Regions from separate parts of the Hordeum vulgare genome. Here region 2 is linked to region 1. A link is a contact called in public Hi-C data. All regions are on one chromosome and are shown on one strand. The core of a region is the stretch at or near the end of the contact, and the rest is flanking DNA. Distances in the headings are between cores, read along the strand shown. Region 1 holds the start of LOC123443475 (peroxiredoxin-2F, mitochondrial). Region 2 holds the start of LOC123443476.

Region 1 (4,943 bases), core at 1,666-4,165:
AGGTTGTTGAAGAATCTTAAGCGACCATAGTAGATCCTTTACAAGATTTATAGTGAGATAAAAATTTGAATTTTGAGATAACAAGATGCAAGTTGAAGACACAAGACTGTGTATTAGGTAGGAGGACGTCTATCACCACATTGAAATTGCAATTTGTTCGCTCTCTTCCGCTATGATATTAGAACTGGAAGAATTGGTTGGGAAGAGAAACTAAAATAAAGTCCATGATTTTGAGTTGGAGTCGCATACTTATTTTTATAATTTGCATTTCTATATAAGTGTTAGTCTTATATTAGGGTAGCAGTGTATTTTTTTTATTTGGGACAGGTACACCGAGTAAAAGTAACATTTGTTTATTTATGTCTCTTGGAAGGTTGCTATGTTGCTAGTCCCATATGTGGGTAGAATTTCATTTGTTTAGTTGTGTGGTCCCACATATGAACACACCAACTCCAACCCCATCACTCCAAAAGTAGGAAAGATAATATAGCTATAGCAAGTTATGCTCCAAAAAGGTGTGTAAGTGATTGACCTAAGGGAGTCCTGTCGCGGGTAATTATTTGTTTGGATTGGCAGCCATGAGAATTTTAATCGTTGGATTTTCTAGTCATGACAGTTCAAAAGTCTGGACAAGAGTAAATTAACAATTACTCAATGTCAAGCTGAGATACTCCTATGATCAAACCATTCAAAATCCAGCATCTCCCCTAGCTAAATGGGTGGTCACTAAATCACTAATGCCATCAAGACTAACAAAAACAAGAAGAAAAAAACGACAGTCAATGCTACCTAACTCAAGACAAGCTACCAAATACTGAAAATTGTTTTCCAGAAATAGCTTAAAATCCTTTCGCATCATGTATAGTTATAAATTTAGTCCCATAATATCAAAGAGACAATTATCCAATTCTATAAACAAAGGCATAACTTATAAAACTACTGAACCACTAACCTAAAGCTCACCAGTAAGAGAGGTGCACTGCATGCCACATAAACTAAAGAAGAGTTCTAAGTAGCTGACATCATTTACATCATGGCTTAATTAATACTCCATTAGAGAATATCAGAAGAGTTGGCAAAAGTGTAATTACCTGTGGGAGCGGCGGCCAAGCAAAGCAGCAGAGAGATCTATATCCAAATCCAAGCTTTTGTGGAAGCTCCCGTCAAGGTCACCATAGAACTCAATCTGACAATAGAATTATACAATTAGGGCAGATGGTTAAAATAAACGTTCACATGATTTTGATTCTTGAAAATATCTAACATAGCATCCAACCGCATGGGCTAGAAATCTCGGAACATCTATGTGCAGTAACCACCTAGGCTGGTATGCATGCAATTCTAACACATTTCTGACCCTCATTACCATACAATACAGATTGAAATCATTCAACAGAGCATATGAAAGTTAGACTAAAAAAGACATGTGAGTTGAATTTGCACTCATAAAGTGGCTCGCAAGCAAACTAAAGCGCAGGGCTGGCAAAATAAGCAAGAGAAAAAGGAGAAAAAATTAACAGACAATGATTTGTGCACGAATGTTATGGATTACTTACTATGACTATGACAGGGAGTAGGGAGGGCATATGGTAACATGAAGCATGTGTTATGCAGGAAAACCAAAACAGGTACTGCCAAACTTGAAGGAAGATTGTCCTATCTCATGACTCAGTTGGCAATACTTTGATATGCAGTTATGCACACTACAATACCTGTATGTTATTCCATTATTCTGCGCTAAATCTAAATTGTATTCCATACAAAAATAGAGAGTAGTTACTCACTGCATCTTTTGCCTGTAATTTTTCCGCCCATCCATTCAGCACATAAGGATCATTTACAGCTACACAGATAACAGAGTCGATCCCTTTTGCTTTCAACTTATCAATGTTGTTCTTGTAACTAGGAACGTGCGACTGCGAACATACTCCTGTGTATGCACCCTGAAATATATCACAGAGATAGCTGTTAATTATATGAGCAATAAATCATTCCAGGAGAGAGTGAGTCTACAATGGAGTAGTTACCAATGAGATGGAAAGGGCAAAACACAGAACCATCATGGAGCAAGCTTACAATCCTAGTGGATGTAGCCAGAAACTGTTTAGGGATATAGAGTTATTAATGAATTTGAACGGTGGGCACTAAAATGCCATTCAGCGCAAAAGCTCAAGCACACTAATTCGCAGTCCAACAATGATGTTTCAGCATTTATTTTTCCTGATCTAGCCAATGGCCTGCCTGCCTATTCGCAGTTTCTCATACTGTACTTCGTGCGAATGGAGCATCCAAGAACTCGATCCATAAGCGTCTAATGCTGATTTTGGACTAGTACCAACTAGTGTGAAAAATCCCCACTGAGACTCATTAGGGTTTGGAAATAGTCGAGTATACATGAACCGAAGCTAGCACAAGAAGAACTTGGTAGGCGAGGGCAGTGAGCTAGAGAGAGCTTACCGGCAACCCGAAGATGACGACTTTCTTCCCCTGCGAGCAAGCAGATACAAAGAAACAGGAAGGGGTCAGACGATAGCGGCGGGAGGAAACAGGGGCAGAGTATAGAGAGCGTAGTACATGGAAGATGTCCTTGAGAGGGGTGGTAGAGAACTTGGTGGCGACTCCCTCGTCCCAGGACCGCGCCTTCTGCAGCGACACGCCGGGCGCCGCGGAGACGATGTCGGAGCCCACCGACGCAAATCCCCTGGCCGCGGCCCACAGCGCCGCCGCAGGGGAACCTCCCGCCCTCCTCGCCAGTGCTGACGCCATCGCCCTTCTGCTCTGACCTCCTACTCGCTCAAGCCGCCAAAAGCCACAGAAGATGGGACTAGGTATTGTTTCGTTGGATCGGGTTTCGCTGGCGAGCGGCCTTTGAGAGAACAGACTTGTATTCCATTAGGCCAACTCCACGGGACGATCCCATCTGGACGTCCGTTTCAACCGATTCTCTCAGTTTAGAATGACAACATAGCTATCCATGTTCGGATCGGTCCGTACCTACATCGGTGCGCCCAACGGGCAGACGCACCCTAAAACGTCTCGCATTTAAAATAAATTGGAATAAACAAAAAAATATAAATAAAACGCAAACATTAATAATTATACATTAATAAAAACATTGTTCAAGCCCCATGGCCCATGGTCCTTAATTAATCTTGGAACCGACTATGCAGCGGCGCCGCACCTTGACGCTCCCGTGCAGCGGCTGTTGTAGAAATGCACAGCGCGCTGGCAAAGCAAAATAAAAAAGAAATGTCCATTAATACTATTAAACTAAGTATTGTCATCATAAAAAAGTAAGCTAAGTACTATAATAATGTGGTTAGTTCCTTCTCTTTCTCCTCTGCATGCATGGAATAAAATCAAACAAGATTTTCATTAATGTTTGAAATTTAAAAAAAAAAATCTACAAAACCGTTAATTCAATCTATGATTCGTTTTCACCATTGGCTTCGTCGCGACGAGTTCTTCGAAACTAGATCCCATGTCGATGTGTTTCATCAACTTTTTTTTCATTCATGATTGCCACATTTTTTGACCCACTTGCCATATTATTAACCACTTATTTGCCTAAAAAAATAACTTGATTGACACTTTTTAATGTTTTTGTATAAAGCCTTGTAGCAGTTTTCATTATACATGATATAAAAGCATGTCATGGGTTGTGTTTGTCAATTTAAATATGCCAACTTGTCATGTTTACATATAACTTTGTCAGGAAACTATTTTGTGTGCTTGTTAGTTTAACTATGTTGGGTTGTCATATTTACAAACGATGACCAAAAAAGATTTCTTGTGATCACTAGTTTTAAATCTGTTGAGTTGTCATATTTTTACGCACAATCACCTAAAAAAAGTTTTTTGTGTTTGTCACTTTGATTATGTCGAGATATCATATTTATATTTATACGTAATTTTTAAAAATTTGATGATTAAGTTATTCTTTATCAAACAAGTAAGTACTTGCTAATATGACAAGTAAGTGTAACAAATGTGATAAGTACGAGCAGAAAAAAGATTATCGAAACATGTCAACATGGGATCTAGTTTTGAAGATTTCGTCGAAACAAAGTCAACGACGAAAACGAATCATCGATCGAATTAATGGTTTAAGAGATAAAGTCTTTGAATTCCAGTGATCTAAAACGAATTAATGACATTTGTATGCATGCATGCATGCATGCATGATGAAGGAAGGACAACCCAAGCCGCCGCATGCAATGGCCACGGTGGGGCGTTTCTAAATAGAATTTTCCATTAATCTTTACCTATTAATAAAAGCACATATTGCTTCTGTGGTACGTCATTAAAATTGTCTCGAAGTTGGTTTAAATTACCCACTATGCCACCCATAAATGAAAAAAATTGTTTAGACTTTTTCCTGTCAAAGTCGTTGTACGCTATCCTTCTTAAAGCTTGAAACCGTGATTTGTCAATACCATGTGTGAGGCGTAGTGGTTGGTGCAACTCTCATGCATCTAGGAGAGCTAGGTTCAATCCTTGGTTTTAGCACTTTTTCTCTCCCTTTTCTCTGTTTTTGTTTCTTGGTTTCGGTCAAGAAGAAGGCGGACAACTAACTATGTATGTTTTTCCTATAAATCTGGATTTGCTATGCAATAGTCCCACCTCGGTTCTTTTCTTAAATTTCCATCAGTTTCTTATGTATTTATTATCCATTCACACATATAACTTGTGTCCCTTGCTTCTTAAGATTATTGCCCTGGTATGGTGTGCAATAAATTCAGAGATCTATACGAACAAAGATAATGATTTAGAAAAAATAGATGAGGACTAGCCATTGAAAAGCATAATAATGTTTTTATTTCCTCTTCATGACAATCAAGGTCAAACAAATACCTTCATGTTTATGAGAATGAATTAAATTGATGGACAATGCCACTCCATTAATAACTAGAGCTAGCAGCGTGTTCACCTATATGGTTACA
Region 2 (4,692 bases), core at 2,076-4,575, 370 kb after region 1:
GTTGTCTGGCGATTATTCCCCAACCATGTACCCGTAGGCACTGGGCTCCTCGACAGAGATCTTGCTGACCTGTAAAACCAACCAGAGCGTTAGATGCTCCTGAAATATTATCTGATAGCAAGAGTGCTCTGTCAGCAGGTGAAAATAAAACTGCAACATCCCAAAATAACCATCAAGGGTGCAGTCACATTGCCTTATTCCATGTAATAGAGCAAACAAACAATATTCAATATTTATCCAAAGAAGAGAAAAATAGTTTCCTTGAATGAAATAGATTTTCAAAAAAATATGTGAAATATGATGAGACATTAACAAGCTCAAGAACATTACGCATAGTAGTAGTCTGAGTTGGGGCTGACTGAACCATGACGTTGCCGGAATACTTCTGTGTTCACCAGGATTGGTGAGCTCGGGATAGGAATAGTCGGGCCTGACTGAATATTATTTTTGAATGCCTCGTCCCTATGTCCCAAAAGCTTCTCACGTAATGAAGCATCCCCGCGTTGATGTTTCTGAGACTGAAATCATAAATTGTAGTCCAACGGAAGTGAGAGGATAGTTTAGGAAGATGGTAGGAGTCAAAAGGTGTCTAAACAATTTTAAGTGAGTCTAGCTTGTGGTAACACTTGAGACTTATCAGCGATTGTATCATAACACCATTGGCAATGTATGAAGAACACTAAACTACTTTGCAAAGCCAAGAGCAGGCACATCATCAGTTCATGAATCCAGAAATAGGAGTATTGTTCATATACAGTGGTTGCTCCTCTACAATTGTTACCGAGGAACCACATCAAGTATCTATTTTGCTAATATTTAGCAAAATGCAACTTCTTGCAAACATAATGATAATCTTCAATGTTACGGAGTGATCACCTTGGCAGTTGTCCCAGTTTTCTTTACTTTAAGATGGTAGATGTGGCTATAGTATATTGTCTGTCCAGTGAGAATCACAGTTGTGATGGTATATAGCTGCATTGCAAAAATTAAGTTCTGAGATGACAGAAACCACACAGAATCGAAGTAACATGAGTAAAAAAAATGTGTCCTTACCAATGCCATGTAAAACTGTGTTGGCAGCTGCATTAAAAACATAACAAAAAATATTAAATCGAAATGTTCAAATTATAAGGTGCTTATTTAATCCCACGCATACTTTCTACATCACAACTAAACATGAAGAAGCTGCACACATTAAATGCAAGAGGGCTGTATTGGCAAGCATAATCAGGTTTATGTGCAGCAGATGTAAATCATTTATATAACATATCTAGATTGTTCTGAAATCTCCCATTTTGAGATACTATGCTTGGAACTATAATATTAATGTTCTTATTGAGTTATTCTCCGCTACAGGTAATTTTCTTCACATGACTGCATCCAGCATAATTATATTAGCTCTTGCTGGTTGCAGGAACAGTGCAGGCAAGCAGAAATGATTCGGTTGCTTTTCATATTCATGAATAACACCTCATTACATTGTCCAAACAAAACTGCAGACGGATAGTCAATTAAATCAGAGAAAACTACTAGGGTCCTGGGATATTAACATGTGTAACTGGTGGGTGTGCCTCGCGAAAGAAAAATGTTGTATCTGAAAGAATTTGAGTAAAGAAAAGAAAAAAATGTTGCAGTAGTGGATCTTACAGTAGCAGGTTCCAGGAAACAGCCAGCAAGGTTAAACAAATCCCTGCATGATTGCAGAAGAATGACATACACCATTAGATAGAGCATTGCGCACGATATGCATATGCAAGTACGATAAGGACGATACAGCATCAATATGCGAGGAAGGTGGGAAATAAGAAACAACATACCCAACTATCCAGGTCATCAGAAAGGCAATAGAAAGGCCTTCTGTTGACTTCTGTTTGTAATTTGTGATGATCTGCGGCACCTCGGCGATACCCCAACTGAGGACACTAGCCAGTCCAAGACCCAAGGCAACACCATCCTTTGTGCTGCACAGGCAGTACTTCAGATAGACTTTAGCCCATTCCGCGCAATGCGGAGCTGATGGGCAGCTCGGAGGAGGCGTTCCACTGAAGATACCCATTTGAGTGTGCGCTCAAACCTGAGGAATAATTGCACAAAATATGAGCGTCATAGAAAGGATGTGCTGTCAATTTGATCTTCTCATTTGAACAAGGAAATATTCTAGTGTAATTAGCAACTTCTTATTTCCGTTATGAAATAGTACCATATAGGCATATGTGAAGAAAATGCTTTCCATTTTTTACTTGAAATGCGTGAAGCAAAATTGAATAGTTGTCTAAATTTTAGCTCAAAATATGGGGGAGAGAAAACTGTTCCATCCCTAAAAAAAGAAACAGATGTGATGGAAGTTCAGAGACAACAGCTAAAAGAGAAGAATATAATAGAGAATAGTATGGAAAGAATATTCAAAAGTAAAAGGAAGAGGTTCTAAGAAAGATCGAGGAGAAGAGAGAAGATCCACTTCCCGCATGTTGCAGTTTGCTTTGTGTATAAGCATTTCAACATTACTGTAGAAAGCTGAATTAGAAAATGAACTGAATTTTGAAAAAATTATTGATAAGGACTTGAAGATACAGGTGGTCTTCATTCTCTTCTCCTATGTCCACACGAACCACCTACGCAAACAGCCAAAAACACGAACAAAATCGCTGTGTCCGTTCTTTCTCTCTCCGTCTCTCAGTTTATCTATTATCCCCATATTCTCCGCCGCCAACCAGAAAAATGCTGCGGATCCATAGTTCAAATAATCGCATCAAGAAACGTAAAAATTGAAAGACCCATCGGCGAGGCACGGGCACAGCCCAGTTCAATCGAGATACCGTCCCCTCTCGTCTCAAAATTGCATCGATTCGCCAGCGAATCCGCGTCCCCGTTCTAGCAGTCAAACGGCAACGCGTCTCCGCCACTAACAACCTTAAAAGCGCCGCAAGAAAGAAGAAGAAACCTAAAGCCGGCGCGACGTACAGGCAGGAAGAGGCAGACGGCTGAATCGGGAGTAGGGCTACTCAATCTCGTCAGACCGATGGACGCAGCCGCCAAGAAGCGAGCCCCGGCCGGAACACGGCATTGTCGGTGGACATTCACGAGGCGGCGGCACGATTTGAAGAGAAGGCGTCGCAAGGGAAGGAGGGGAGGTAGTTCGTACCAGAGTTGTTCGTCCTGTTGCCGAGGAAGCGAACGAGAGAGAGAGGGAGAGTTGGAGTTGGAGTTGGAGTTGGCGAGGCGAAGACGGGAATCGAAACCGAGAGGAGAGAGGCCGCGAGATTTTATCGCCCGCTCGCCCTCGCCGCCGCTTCTTGGCTGTGGTGTGGGTGGCTGGTTCTCGCGAGACCGGGATGCCTATTTTGGCGGGTTGCCACCGTGCCCTGCCGCGGCCGCGTGGCACCGCTCGCTCCGGCTCCGGCTCCCTGCTGGCCCGGGACTCGCGACTCGTGAGCCGTACGTTCGCAGGTTTTTTCCTTACTCTTGTCGAAACGGAAACGGAAACGGAAACGTGAAGTCGTCCACACGAGTTACAGCTACAACCTCGGTACCCCGGGCGCGTACGTCTCAATCATACTGACACGATCAAAACATTTTTTTAAGAAAAAAAGTTTTCTTAAGAAAATGATTATAATCATCTGACCGATTTTATGCCTCGCGTTAAGAGCCAATTACATACGGGCACTGCTAGGCGCCGGCGTGCCGGCCCGAGGGCTCGCGCCGGTCGCACAGCAACCGTCAGATCAGGGGCTCCCTGACCATCAGGTCTCGTCACGCGAGCCCCCACCGCCCGCCATCCTCGCACGCGCCGCCGCCCCAGCACGCGCCGACCGCGTCGTCTCGCCTCCTCACCGACCGCTCGCCGCCTCGGCTGCCCCGCGCTCCGGGACTCAGCTCGCCCCGACCGTTCGCTGCCCCCGCCGCTCGCCGACGCACTCGCAGCGCCGGCGCACTCGTCGCTGCTCATACACGTCGGTCTTCACCTCGTCGGTCGCATCTCACCCCCTTGTGTTGCAAACGCTGGAAAAAAAGTTTCAACCGTGTGTAGAAATGTTGGAATTATGCCCTAGAGGCAATGATAAATAAGTTATTATTATAACTCATGTATCAAGATAATCGTTTATTATCCATGCTATAATTGTATTGAATGAAGACTTAGATACTCATGTATCAAGATAATCGTCGGTCGCATCTCACCCCCTGTGTTGCAAACGCTGGAGAGAAAGTTTCAACCGTGTGTAGAAAAAGCTTCAACCGTTAAGAAAAACAGCTTCAACCAAAAACTTCAACGAGGGAAAGTTATAAACGTTGACAGAAAAAGCTTCAACCGTATATGAAAAAAGTTTCAAACGCCGCTCCGACTGCAGCATCTCGCGTGGTCACTCCTCAAAAAGTTTCAACCGTGTATAGAAAAGCTTCGACCGTTAAGAAAAAAAGCTTCAACCAAATACTTCAACGAGGAAAAGTATGATTTGCCTTGCAGCTTTTTATATGTATGGTTGCAGCTTTTTTAATCAACGGTTGAAGCTTTTTAAATAGTCGTTTCAGCAATTTTTGGTGACGTTTGTAACACTTGTATACGTGCGCCCCGGCCATGGCGGGCACACGACGAGGACGACGGCGAAGGCTGGATCCGGCGAAGCGGACGGTCGACGGTGGCGGGAATTGGCGATTCGGGCGGGCCGACGAGGGCAGGGACCGGCGCAGCGGCGA

Evidence for each region. A called contact is a pair of places that touch in the nucleus more often than the background predicts.
Region 2: a Hi-C map of leaf shows a contact between it and region 1, with 4 times the contacts expected there. The contact joins the promoter of LOC123443476 here to the promoter of LOC123443475 in region 1. A contact is called at or near these places in 3 of 6 Hi-C or Micro-C datasets (leaf and seedling) and 1 of 1 datasets of contacts at active chromatin or transcription factors (embryo).

What each region holds. Positions count from the first base shown.
Region 1 is chr3H:190,524,007-190,528,949 of MorexV3_pseudomolecules_assembly, forward strand. It overlaps LOC123443475 (peroxiredoxin-2F, mitochondrial), which reads right to left and starts at 2,916. Exons shown (of 5, transcript XM_045119851.1): 1 at 2,575-2,916; 2 at 2,458-2,487; 3 at 1,785-1,943; 4 at 1,092-1,186. The coding sequence starts at 2,766.
Region 2 is chr3H:190,895,891-190,900,582 of MorexV3_pseudomolecules_assembly, forward strand. LOC123443476 reads right to left here and starts at 3,326. Exons shown (of 12, transcript XM_045119854.1): 1 at 3,143-3,326; 2 at 1,818-2,074; 3 at 1,648-1,690; 4 at 1,054-1,080; 5 at 877-972; 6 at 331-518; 7 at 1-69. The coding sequence starts at 2,056.